3 separate regions of the Mus musculus genome follow, and all the other regions are linked to region 1. The links are chromatin contacts, called in public Hi-C and HiChIP or PLAC-seq maps. All regions are on one chromosome and are shown on one strand. The core of a region is the stretch at or near the end of the contact, and the rest is flanking DNA. Distances in the headings are between cores, read along the strand shown. Region 1 has its middle 62 kb from the start of Gm38404. Region 2 overlaps Ccnd2 (cyclin D2). Region 3 has its middle 38 kb from the start of Gm52919.

Evidence for each region. HiChIP or PLAC-seq counts read pairs in DNA pulled down with a chosen protein or histone mark. A called contact is a pair of places that touch in the nucleus more often than the background predicts.
Region 2: a Hi-C map of regulatory T cells shows a contact between it and region 1, with 2.8 times the contacts expected there. The contact joins two enhancer-like sites. A contact is called at or near these places in 12 of 39 promoter capture datasets (the C10 cell line, the HPC-7 cell line, cranial neural crest and 7 more), 3 of 15 datasets of contacts at CTCF or cohesin (CD8 T cells, large pre-B cells and pro-B cells), 36 of 484 Hi-C or Micro-C datasets (the 63-12 cell line, 8-cell embryo, B cells and 23 more), 21 of 115 datasets of contacts at active chromatin or transcription factors (CD8 T cells, DN3 thymocytes, the HPC-7 cell line and 15 more) and 4 of 9 other capture datasets (adipose tissue, embryonic tail, liver and 1 more).
Region 3: a CTCF HiChIP or PLAC-seq map of CD8 T cells shows a contact between it and region 1, with 7 read pairs. The contact joins two enhancer-like sites. A contact is called at or near these places in 3 of 15 datasets of contacts at CTCF or cohesin (CD8 T cells, large pre-B cells and pro-B cells), 7 of 484 Hi-C or Micro-C datasets (the 63-12 cell line, Th1 cells, bone marrow-derived dendritic cells and 4 more), 12 of 115 datasets of contacts at active chromatin or transcription factors (the 230-238 cell line, CD8 T cells, the HPC-7 cell line and 7 more) and 1 of 9 other capture datasets (embryonic trunk).

The regions. Positions count from the first base shown.
Region 1 is chr6:127,243,830-127,247,828 of GRCm38.p6, forward strand. No RefSeq gene overlaps it. Among named protein-coding and RNA genes, the nearest start is that of Gm38404, 62 kb to the right of the region's middle. Within about 2 kb of position 2,197, at least 150 of the 459 cell types and tissues checked have an H3K27ac peak or open chromatin away from gene starts, as enhancers often do. A contact at or near this core is called in B cells, CD8 T cells, the CH12 cell line and 10 more, where this site is marked.
Region 2 is chr6:127,139,831-127,144,240 of GRCm38.p6, forward strand. All of the region lies in intron 3 of Ccnd2 (cyclin D2), which reads right to left. Among named protein-coding and RNA genes, the nearest start is that of 9330179D12Rik, 7.4 kb to the right of the region's middle. Within about 2 kb of position 2,506, at least 74 of the 459 cell types and tissues checked have an H3K27ac peak or open chromatin away from gene starts, as enhancers often do. A contact at or near this core is called in B cells, CD8 T cells, the CH12 cell line and 8 more, where this site is marked.
Region 3 is chr6:127,357,610-127,361,533 of GRCm38.p6, forward strand. No RefSeq gene overlaps it. Among named protein-coding and RNA genes, the nearest start is that of Gm52919, 38 kb to the left of the region's middle. Within about 2 kb of position 1,887, at least 72 of the 459 cell types and tissues checked have an H3K27ac peak or open chromatin away from gene starts, as enhancers often do. A contact at or near this core is called in CD8 T cells, the HPC-7 cell line, Th17 cells and 1 more, where this site is marked.

The sequences.
Region 1 (3,999 bases), core at 947-3,446:
GTCTGCCTTTTGATTCCTAGATCTTATCTTCCTAAAGCAAAAGAGAAGAAGGCGTTAAGGATGGTTACAAGGGGAAGATCATGAATGATATAAATTGAACAATGAGTAAAGCTGGAAAAGGGGCAGGAAAGGGAGATTTGGTGGGATTATTGAGCGCCTGGAGAGGAAGACTGGCAAGATACAGGGTGGAGTTTGGAATGGATGACAGGAGACTGAGAATATGTTGGGGGGTGAGATTACTGGTAGCAACAAAGTCTACTGTACAACCAGCCATGGGAACAGATAGCTGGGAAGGACCAGAGGACAGGGTTATTGGAGAGAAGGTATCCAAGCAGCCAGGCTTACTTCATTTAAAAACCTTCATGAGTGCGGGGATGTGGGAAGGACCAGAGTGCACGAATGAGCAAGGAACTAGAATCGCAGAGGGATAAGAGAGTGGGTGCCAGCCATGCTAGAGGGTAGAGATATATGTGTGAGTATGTGCAAGAACAGGAGCTCTTCCTTGTTCTGAGGGTAGATTGAAAGAAGAGCCTCACACACGCCTGCCAGAGTGTTTGTCACCAAATGCCTGAGGACAGGCAATGTGACAGCGGATGGATTTACTTTGGCTCACGGTTCAAAGGATCACCTTCCCTCTTTGTGGGGACAGCACAGCAGTGGGCATGGCTGGGTCCACAGCTCCAACCAGGAAGCAGAGAACAGGGACTACCAGTGTTCAGCTGGCTTTCTTTTTGTTTTATTTATTAAAGAGGAAATCTGTCCAGGCACCCAGCTCCTGGATGGTACCTGTCAAAATTAATCACTTTGGTAAGAGGGGTCTAGTCCCCAGGATTCTGCTTGTTAAAGAAGCTGCAGTTCACTTTTCCTTGATATGTTTTTGACTCCTTTGACAAACATTGGGAGTCCACAGTTCTGCTGGCTTATTTCTGAATCCTCTACTGGGCTACATGATTGTTTCCATCCCAGAGACATGTTGCTTTGTTACAAAGGAGTTGTTCTTCCTGTGGAAGACTCTGTTGGTTATGTGGAGTCTTTTATGTTTCTGTGTGTACTTTAGGGTTGTTTTGACTAGTCCTGTAAAAAAAATGCCATTGGAATTTTGGTGGGGATTGTGTTGAATCTGTGGAATCCTTTGATTCCCAGCACCCATTGTGGCACACAACCACCTGTAACTATAGTACCAAGACACCTGATGACTCTTCTGGCCTTTGAACATTGCATGCATGTTATGCACAAACATACATGTAGGCAAAACATCAATATACATACAAAATGGAATCTCTCCCTCCCTCCCTCCCTCCCTCCCTCCCTCCCTCCCTCCCTCCCTCCCTCCCTCTCTCCCTTCCTTCTTTGAGACAAAGTCCCACTGTGTAGACCAGGCTCACCTTAAACTCACAGAGATACACAACACCTGCCTCTGCCTCCCTACTGCTGGGAGGCCTGTGCCACCATATCTGGCCACAGCTGTATTTTTGTTGACATTTGTTTCTCATGTGTGATGTTGGGTATGGAACATAGGGCCTCAAGCCTACTTCCACTGAGCCATCTCCCAGCTGTGGGAGTGTGTGTGTTCTGTTTGTTTGTTTAATGTATGTGAATACACTGTCATCCTCTGCAGACACACCAGAAGAGGGCATCAGATCCCATTACAGATGGTTGTGAGCCACCATGTGGTTGCTGGGAATCGAACTCAGGATCTCTAGGAGAGCAGTCAGGGCTCCAGACCATTTCCATGTTTTTTGTTTTGTTTTTATTATTATTATTATTATTACATATTTTCCTCAATTACATTTCCAATGCATTTCCATGTTTTTAACTTGAAGGGTAGTAAGCCGTTGTAGAATTGACATAATACACACTCAGATATTTAGCTATTGTTTATGTCTTGGATCAATTCTCCAAACAGAATAATTGTTTCTTATCTAATTAGTAGAGTCAGTCCTGTAAAAAGGAATGAATGTAGATTAGTCATAGGAGTGCCATCTCTTCCAGAAGTGCCTAGGGACTCCTGCCTGTGGCTTCTATGAGGCAGTGGAGGGTGGATGGGGTGTGGGGAGGGAACGTGCAAAGGTCTGTGGCACTGCACAGTGGGCCCCCCTCAACCCAGGCTTTATAAGGGTTCAGAGTTGGGCTGGGAAGGGTGAGGCTCTGAAGGAGCAGCCACGCCCCAGGCTTACTGGGGCAGAAGGTGCAGAAGTGGGCTGGCTTTCACTTTCAGTTTCCATTCCATCAAGACGAAACCAGTCAACAGTCAGATCTGTCCCTAACAGGATTTCTCACCCAGGCCTCCAGGAGGTAAACAGATGAACCTGCCTGAATGGGCTCAGTGAATCCAAGGATTGACACCAAACCTGGGTGAGCTTGGGCCCTTCTCCAAGACCCCCTATGCTATGAAAGCCAGTCTGAGTGGATCTATACAGCCCCAGCTGGGTCTTAGACACTGGCTGACTGCACTGTGTACCTGCTGATACTGGGTCTTTAGAGGTGACTGAGAGTTAGCTTGGTCTTGAAGGTTAGGGAAAGACCACCATGTGAGAGCGAGCAGGAATTCTCTGTTCCTGGCACTTTACCCCATAATTCTCATGGGATTCACCATGGCCCAAGTGCAAGATTGTCAGCTGGGATATCTATGGGTCACTTGTGAATCCTCAGGGTGACTCTGATCCACTGGTCTAGTGTCTCCAGAGCTTGGTGTCCTCTTATTTTGAACCCCCGTCTTCAATAACTCCTGTGTTTCTGTTTTTGTTTTTTTAAGAAGGCTTAGATCCTCTCATACCCTCCATGTTCCAGGTGGGCATTTTGTCTTGGTAGGCTTTTTATTTTTGTTTTATTTTTATTTTTTTAGAAAAAGAAATTTGAATTCAAAACAAAGAGCTAAATTTGCTCTGGGCTGGCCAAGGACTAAGTTGTAGAAACCTAAACTCAGGGCCAGGTGACCTCATTGCGCAACGGTAGCGTGTCTGACTCCAAACTCAGGGCCAGGGTGGTCAGCATGTCCCTCTGCCTGGGAAAAGTCCTGGTTTATGCCTGCTGTCTACATAATTAATGGCTGACCCTTTCACTCTAGAGAATCTTGGATGGGATAATAAATTATACGGCTCCCTATTCAGAGTCCCTAGCCATAGATCTGACCCCTTCACAGAGGTTAGTGAGGTGCTGACGGGGACAGACATGTGGACGGTGAGCCCACAGTGGGAGGGTCAAAGGAGACAGCCCAGATAGGATCTTTATGAAAGACTCCCTCTGCCTTTAGGACAATGCTGTAGACCATTGGTAGGCTCAAGAAGAAAACGGTAATGGCTGACTTCCATCCACAAAGCATCAGTTTCAGCAGGATTGAATGCTTGATACAACTTTCCCTAGGTATACAAGCACTCTCCACAGCCCACTCAGATAAGCCCGACCATAAGGCAGCCACCAGAGGCATCAGGTGGAATAGGTAGGACTCTCAACACACGAGGGCCCCAGGAGTCCAGCCACCCAACCTAGTCTGGCCTCAAAGCATTATGAACATAGCCTTTGGGAATCAAGACCTTTCTGAAAGATCTTAGAAAAGCCAATGGCAGGATGTCCAGCCTAATCTTCAGTGTAAAAGCGCATGCTTGCCTCCTCTAGGGACCTATAGGAACAGAAAGGCCTGTATGTCTTGACTGATTTAGATACAGCCCTCCCGGAAGCAGGGGGTGGGAGGGGATAACCTCGGGGGTCCCTGGGAGCCTGAGGAAGCTGATCTCTGCAACCACATGTTAAGACCTGAAGACATTCCCATTGCCTCTCTTTCATCTAGGGGGAGCCTTTCTCTCGTGTGTTTAGTAGGTCATGACCTTTTCCTGGGCCTCCTAGGCTTCTCCCTGGGAGTCGATCCTTCCCACCCACCAGTATAGCCTCTCTTTTTCCTGGACTAAAAGGAAGGGGCTGTGGGTGAGGCAGTATAGGGGCTGTGGGTGGGAGCAGTATAGGGGTTGTGGGTGGGAACAGTATAGCAGCTGTGGGTGGGTA
Region 2 (4,410 bases), core at 1,256-3,755, 100 kb before region 1:
TCTTGAGTCTCAACTTTTAACCCTATTTTAAGGATCTTCAGAACGTTAGGGCCGAGGACAGGGCTTTTCTCAAACACTAAAGACTAACAAATTCTAACCACACTTGTATTTTTCTAAGAGTTAAGACAGGGGATTCACCTTAAATAGTAGGGGCAACCTGGGACCTTAAACTCATTCACCGCTGAGTGATTCTCTAAGGGGATCCATGGAACTGTGATCCATGAACTGCTGGTTTCAATGCAGAGGAGAATCCTGCCAACTGCTAACATGCATGCATTGCGTGTGATATCTGTTTAACACACAAAGCCACCATGGAGGGTGACGTTGTGGATGGAATGAAACCTGGGAACTGTCAAGTTGATCTTGTCTTTGCCCCTGCCTTGGGGCTCACAGATTAAGGAGTTGACAGTGTCACCATCGAGTGGCAGCTGTGAAATGGGGTCCACTTTCCAGTGAATGATCTCTAGTTGTACCAAGACACCAGTAAGTCCAGTGGAGACTGAAGGCAGAGCACAGAGGGACACATGAGTCACACATCAGCTCAGAGTGAGAATCCTGGGCTGAACACGGCACGCTCAGAGCAACCTGGACTCTTCCCCTCTCTTCGGGCAATGCCCTCTTGCAGCAGAGCATCACAGAGAGGCTTTTACAATGGAGAGAGAGCCAGTACCTCAGCATTGTACCTCAGCATCGTGATTCGACTGTTCTTAGACACCCCACAAATCAGCGAACCACACACACTCCCCTGCTCACCTGGGCTCAATCCCAGGAGCCAGGTAGGCCTGGCCATCTGTCTGTCTCCTTGGCTTTGTTCCTTCCACCGCTCATCACTTTCACTTTGAGGGCCATATACTATGGGATTTCACCCAACTCCTTCTGGCTGCTGACCCCTGCCTATGTCTTCTCTATCCTGGCTGATGTGATGAAGCCAACCTCCCTCCCTGGCTCTTGATGTGTTGTAAGTCTCCCCGATATGGGTTACAGGAGACATTCTCTATCTAATAAACTTGTTAGCTGCTGTGTGTGGCATTCATAGTGTAGATGAGGTAGCCAGCCCATGGCCCTGGGCCCACAGAGGCCCTGGGTGAGAGCACCTGTCAGTGACAGGGCACTGAAGTGCTCTCAGAGTTCCCCCCCTCGTGCTGGGGCATCAGATAGGGAGTTCACCCAACATTCCTGCAGAACTTTGAAGTCACACTGCTAACAAAACCAACTCAGGGTTAGCATGTGGAGCCAGAAGGGGTGTGCGGCTTGACCTGGGGTGCAGGTGTCAGGCCGGGGAGGGGGTATTTACCTCTTCCCTTATTAAGTACTGAAAGAAGTCCTTCTTGGGCAGAGTCTGACTGGCTCTTTATTCCATGCTCCAGTACGCACATCTACTCCTTCCCCAGTGGAAAAACAGGTGCTCCCAAGAAGTAGCAGTTTCTTATGGCTGGGTAGCCAGTTTACTACCCAGCAGTACAACCCAGTTTGGTGTGTCATACTTGGCTTCATTTACACTCTATGGGTATCTTTGAAAGGAATTTTTCTGACCTACAAATTTGCTGGGTGGTAGTGGCACTCAGGGGGCAGAAGCAGGAAGATCTCAGAGTTCAAGACCAGCCTGGTCTACAGAGTGAGTTCCAGGACAGCCAGGGCTATACAGAGAAACCCTATCTTGAAAAACAACATCAAAAGTACTAATTTACCTTTTTTTTTTCCCACCGTGCTATCCTGAGGATTAGTTACAAGAGCCGATGCTATTAACTCACGCATAGAACCTGGCTCAGGGTAAACCTTAGATGCCAGACATCGGTCACCCACGCTCCCAACCCTCACCCTGCTTGCCACCAGTCCACATTGACTCTGGTGTGGTTCACCCAGAGCCTGGAAGCTCCTATGAGGAGCCTCAGGCCTGACCTTCTCCCTCCTGGTGGGAGCAGGCAAAGGACCCAGTACAGAGGATGGGAATCTTGGGGTGTCAGACGACTGCTCAGTGCCACTGCTCACTCACTAGGGGTGCTGGACCTCTGATTAAAGAGACCCCAATCCAGTCTGTGCTTAGAGTAACCCTCAACGTTTTCTCCTACATGCCACGAAAGGAAACATAAAAGGGCTCCTGCCCAGAAGCCAACCACATGGGCCCTAGATTCATCTGCCACCTCCTCGTGGTACCAAATATCCAGGACTCCACAGAAGCAGCTGGGTGTCTGGGGTGGCTCCCGAATCAGGAGAAGCACTCTATAACCACCAACTTGGAATCTGCACTTTAAAAAAAAAACCATGAGATTTCACTGGCCAAACTGTTCTACACTGATGGGATTTAAAAGTGGGATGCTGTGGTCCTGCCCAATGAGCTTATTAATATGGAGTAAAAGCAGGAGCCAGGAGTAGTGCTAACAAAAGGCTCCCGGAGGCTGCTTTACTCTTGTTGTCCACTAGGGGGAGGGAGATCGGTTTGTGATGGAGGAAACCCAACCAACAAGTCTGATGTCTCGGCTTCTTCCTCTCCTTCAACCTGTGGTGAGGTGCAGGTTTCAAGAACCAGACAGACCCGGGGTGCTCTTTGGACAGCAAAGGACACCCATGATGTCACTTAGCATCCATACATCTGACACCCCCCAGAAGGGTTCAGCACAACCTATCCTTTATGGTTTAAGGCAATAACTATTAATGGCGATTTAGCTTGGTGGAAGGGAGAGAAGAGAGCTGTGGCTGGAGAAAAGCTCTCATTCATCTCAGGGCCAGATGAGGCGCAAGATAGCGATATCAGTTACAGAACTTCAGCTCGACAAGCTACTCTTCCCCCCCCCCCCCCCCGCCCAGCCCTATGACTGCCCTCTAGGGGCAGCTCAGAGGCACTGTGGAAATGTGGGTCTCATTCTTCCTTCCTGGCCACCAGAGAGGCTTGGCTTACATTCTAGAACAAGAGTCAAGTCCCCAGACTTTTCAGGGCCACCACTGTCTGGAAATCAAATGAACACCTTTAAGAGAAGACTGGCTGTACCCTAGGATTCCTACCCTACCTTAGGGTTACACAGGGAGTTGGGTCCAGCAGCCACAGCAATACTCCCAATGCAAAAAGAGGCAGGTGTGGGGTATCTGTACCAAGTTTAAACTCAATACCACTGAAATCATGTGCTCAGTATGGTAAGGTTGATGGTAGCCTCCTGGTTACCCCCAGGGGGGAGGGGGTGCTTTTTGCCCTGTTTGCTGACCTGGAGCCCTCCAGGAGAGAGAAGTCCACTTCTGCCTTCTCCAGAGCCACACGTTCTGGGCTGGAGCTGCAGTTACACTCTCACCCCACCTAAAATTCCTCCACCACAAAGGCCAGCGGGGAGAGCAGCTCCAGGCAATCCCAGACCACCTCTCTCTCAGAAACCACTGTAGGCTGGATCGGAAAGGAGGACACACCTCTTTGCCCTGCCACCAACCTTACCCCAGAACCCCATAAAGGAAGACTGCTGGTCGGCCACACTCTTCCCTCCCTGGGCCCCCGGACTGCCCACGCTCTCTTCCCCTTTCACACACACATACGCTCAGCACGCCCCCTCGGAGGGACTGCCAGCTCTTTCACAATTGGCTTTTCCCTTAAACTAGCAACGTCTCCCCAGGGCTGGCTACCTACCACCTCTTCAGGGACTGCCCCCTTCCCACGCCTTTGTGAACCCTCAAAACCCTGGGCCATCCTCAGGTTCAGGGTGGAATATTCAGGACTGGAGTTAAGAGACTGAGGGTGTGAGGTGATGGGGCACACAAGAGCACCCTCCCATCTTTGGTCCTTGAGTTGCTCTGAGCCTACTATTATTCAAGGGTGCTAGTGAACTTGGGTTCGCTAGATCTTGGCCCCAGAAGCTCAACGTCCTCAAGAGCAGCAGGCCTCTGGGTTTAGGCTGTCCAGCCTACTGCCTGTCTGCTGGCCCCAACACTCCCCTCCACCACCCTTCCACACCCACATACCGGCAGGGCTCCAAAGCTTATTCACATGCAGGACCCCAAATGCAGACCAGAAGAGACATGGGGGCTTTGTGGTCAGGCCCACCCATTCCAGCCCCAGGAGGCCTGAGCACCTCCGCCACTTTCTCATCAGTCCATGCCTCTGGAGCAGTACTTGGCACATGGTTCTGACCCCTTCCCACTCTTTGGCTAAAGCTAGGTCAAGGCCCCCAACAGGCCCATCTTTCTGACTGCCCCTACCTCCCACTGGGCCTCTGCCCCTAGTCACTGAATCCCAGGCTCCATATTTGGGCCCCAAAGTTGGCAGCTGCCCCAAGGATTTGGACAAGATGGCCAAGAATGGGGGATGGGATCCCCAAGAACACAGAACGGACCTGTGGTCTATACAGAATTGGAGGAATCCATCCAAGCCCGAGTAATTCCACCTATCGCCCTACCCCCACCCCAGTGCAAGATCAGGGAGGAAGAAGTGAA
Region 3 (3,924 bases), core at 637-3,136, 110 kb after region 1:
TCTTTATGTACAGCGTTTGATTCTTTATGTACAGCATCTGATACCAGACACCATTCTTTTCAGTCATCTCTTACCTAGGAGGAGTGGCTCCACCATCAAGTTGGCCTTAAAAGATTTCTAAAATGTCTTTGGGGGCAGGGATTTGCATCAGCCACACGCATGAGCATGCGGGCTGCGTGCCCTTTCAGCCTCTCCAGGCTACTCATAACCCCCAGGCCCTCAAAGGCATGTGGATTCCCAGTAATTATGCAGGAAAGCATAGCTTAGAACCAGGAAGATGAGAGATGTCATCGTGGGGCAGCAATGCTTGCTTTGTGGTCTCTTTATGCTCAGGGTGTATCTACAGGGCTGTGGGTATTTGCTATAACTGAGGAAAATGAATTCCAAACACCAAACAGCCCCAACCTGCACCTCTCCAAAGTCTACCCTTTCATCTCTGCAGCAAGCCAAGCGCACAAGTAGTGAGCACTTTGGGGGACCTCCCACCAGGAAGCCTATCTTAAACTCTCCAAAGAACTCCATGTCCTTGCTGTGTGCGACATGCATGGGCCCTTGTTTGGGTGTTTTGATATATTTTTTTCTGTTCTAACCCCTCTTTATGTCTGCAAGATACTTCATGATATACTCTGCCCCAGGTGGCCCAAACTGACTTTAGTAACGCTGACTTTCAGGAATGTGTGTTGCCTTGGGGGTTGAGGGAGAGTCACTTATGATCAGCTAGTGCCCCAGGCCACATCAATTTGTTGTTGTGCCTACTAGTGAGCCTTCTCTGCAGGCATTCCCCTCTATATTCCAAGGGCTTGACATATCAGCATTGAAAGTGGCCAGTCAGTGAATCTTACTTATCAGATAAAATGTGTGAGGGTCAGAAAACCTCAGAGACAAAGGGCTTCCCCAAGGTTGATAGGAAACTATTATTCTGGGAGCAAAGAGTTTTATCTCTTAGAATTTTTGAAGAGAGGAATACAGGAAAACTCAACCATCAAGACTCAGAATACAGGGCTGGCGAGATGGCTCAGCAGGTAAGAGCACTGACTGCTCTTCCAAAGGTCCTGAGTTCAAATCCCAGCAACCACATGGTGGCTCACAACCACCCGTAATGAGATCTGACGCCCTCTTCTGGAACGTCTGAAGATAGCTACAGTGTACTTACATATAATAAAGAAATAAATCTTTTAAAAAAAGACTCAGAATACAGGCCCTGGGGTATCAGGGGCTCCAGGGAGATGAAAAACAAAACAAAACAAAACAAAACCAAAACACAGACCATGACAATAATGGATGCAGGCCCCCTCTTGGTCAGTCAATGGATTTCCCTCACAGGTTCACTCTCAGTCAGTCAGTGGGTTACCCTCACTGTGGTGGTATTGACAGCCGCTCCTTTGAACCCTGAGCAGTGTCTCTCAGGCCGGTGTGTGTCCCGCCTGCTCTCTGCCCAGAGGAGCCCAGGTTTCCTGAGCCTGGCCTCTTCTCACAATTAGATATGGTTCTGTTGGGGAGATAAAGAGAGGTCATAGGCCCTGAGAGGGGAGAGGGAAGGCGCCCGGCTCTCCTTTTCCCAGGAAACAATCCCATGGTCTTTGAAAGTTATTAAGAAGGAATTACCATGTAGAATTCAAGTTCATTCCAGCACACAGTGGGTTTAGCCAAATGAGGGGGGTGGGCACTTTGTGACCAAGGACTGTGACCTCAACTGTCCATCACTGAAGTGTAGAAACTGACCAGAGATAGGTCATTCTATCTTGAAGGGAACTACAGGAAAAAGGTAGCTTAGACAGATGAACTAAGGAAGTATGCATATGATTTTTTAAAAAAACCCAAAGATTAATTTATGGCCATTGGACAGTAAATGACAGGACGTCACTGCCCTCTGCTGGTAGCAGCGTCCTCACCATGTTGGCCCCTGAGTTTTCCTTTGCTTGGAAACTGGTTTGAAGACTCAGGCAAACAGCTTTTGGAACAGCTTCATGATAAAGGGCCACTCCTTGGTTTCAGGTGAGCCGTGTGCTCACTCATTCCCCAGGCTGCAGGCGAAGTGGGCAGCCAGCCACACATACTCCACTGAAGGAAGCCTTTCTGCTCCATGTCTCAGTAGTGAGGGCCACAGACTTCCTCCTAGCCAGTGTTAACGCCTGAGTCATAGCCCCATACTCGCAGAGTGCAGCTTAAGACTCTCCTGCCTGCCCGTAACTCAGGACTCTCAGAACATAGCAAACAGGATCCCTCCTTTCTGTTCAGTACGAGCTGGGCTGCTTTTCACGGAATCCGCCAGTTCGGTTGCAACCACACAAATCAGAATTGCGAGATGCCCAGTTCCAGATGGGAAACCCATCTGACAGCTCCCACCGATCCTTAAGTTATGGAGGCTGTCTACCTCTTGGCCCAAGAGTCCATCCTGGCTGCTGGTTCTGGGGAACACGATCAGGGGTCTTCCCTTCAACCCCCTACCCCAACATTCTCTGCAGGCTTTGTTTATCTTTGAGCTGTTCTAGGCATCTAAACGTACATGGATCTATCCAGAACTTCTGACACTGGAGGCATCTATCTATCTATCTATCTATCTATCTATCTATCTATCTATCTATCTATCTATCTATCTATCTATTGCCATTCCTTAATCTAATTAGACAAAGTACACATCTCCAACAACGATTTTGGATTAGGTAACGCAATTCACACGGGTCAACAACTAAAACAATAAAATGGCTTCAAGTAAACGTCCATCAATCTTGTTGCATTATCTACAGCCTTTCTTATGCCTCTTCTTTCCCCTGCAGGAGCCAATCATGGTTAGAACTTTCCGCTCTTTATCTCGGCATTTCTACAAACATGAACATGCAAATGTACATCAGTGTTGATTTTTTCCCCTTTAGGCTAAAAGGAAGCATGCTCTGTATTCTGTTCTAAAACCTCCCCTGCCCCAGGAAAATACATGCAGGATAACTTTCCCACATCAATACACTTCAAAACTACTCATTTCCATGATGTAACGACATCACAGTTTACTTCACTAGTGTCTTATGGATGGGCCAGGTTTATTTCTATTAGTTAAATATTTTTGTTGCCTTCTTCTTCCTCCTCTTCCTCCTCTTCCTCTTCTTCTTCTTCCTCCCCCTCCTCCTTCCCAGCCTTCATCACTATTTATACTGTTTCAAATCATGTCACAGGTGGGTCATTGTGCTTATTATCCAGCGGCTGGGAGGTAGGCGTTATCAACAGTCTAAGGTCATCCTCTGACACATGGGTGGATCTAAGCCAGCCTGGGTTATGTGAGTCTCCATCTCCAACAACAACAACAACAACAACAACAGCAGCAGCAGCAGCAGCAGCAGCAGCAGCAGCAGCAGCAGCAGCAGCAGCAGCAGGAGCAACAGGAGCAGCAGGAGCAGCAGGAGCAGCAGGAGCAGCAGGAGCAGCAGGAGCAGCAGCAGGAGCAGCAGCAGCAGCAGCCATCACCGCTGCTGCTGCAGCCGCCTGGGAGGCTTCTCAGCCCCGAGGATCAAGGCAGAGGTGTCAGTGGTTTGAAACCACTGTCACGGGAGTCAGATCTGCTTGTAAGAAATGCTGGCTGTCACCTTTTCCTGTGTGTTTTCTGGTGAGGGCAATGTTCATTCTCTCTCCTAGACAAGATCTAGGAGGTGATAGAAAAGGTGAGAGCTTCCCCCTGTGGGGACCATGTCCATTAACACAAAAGACAGGGTTGGACTGGAGAGATGCTTCAGTGGGTTGAAGTGCTCGATATGCAAGCATGAGGAACTGAATTTGGATCTGTCAGAAGCATGAAAACGCCAGGCATGGTGGAGTGCCCCTGCAACCACACTGCTACAGATATGTAACTTTAATTTTTCAAACCTTATTTTTAATGATGGTTCTTAAATGCTTTAACTACCTTTTAGCCCATCACCCCCAGAGGTGGTGGAAAAG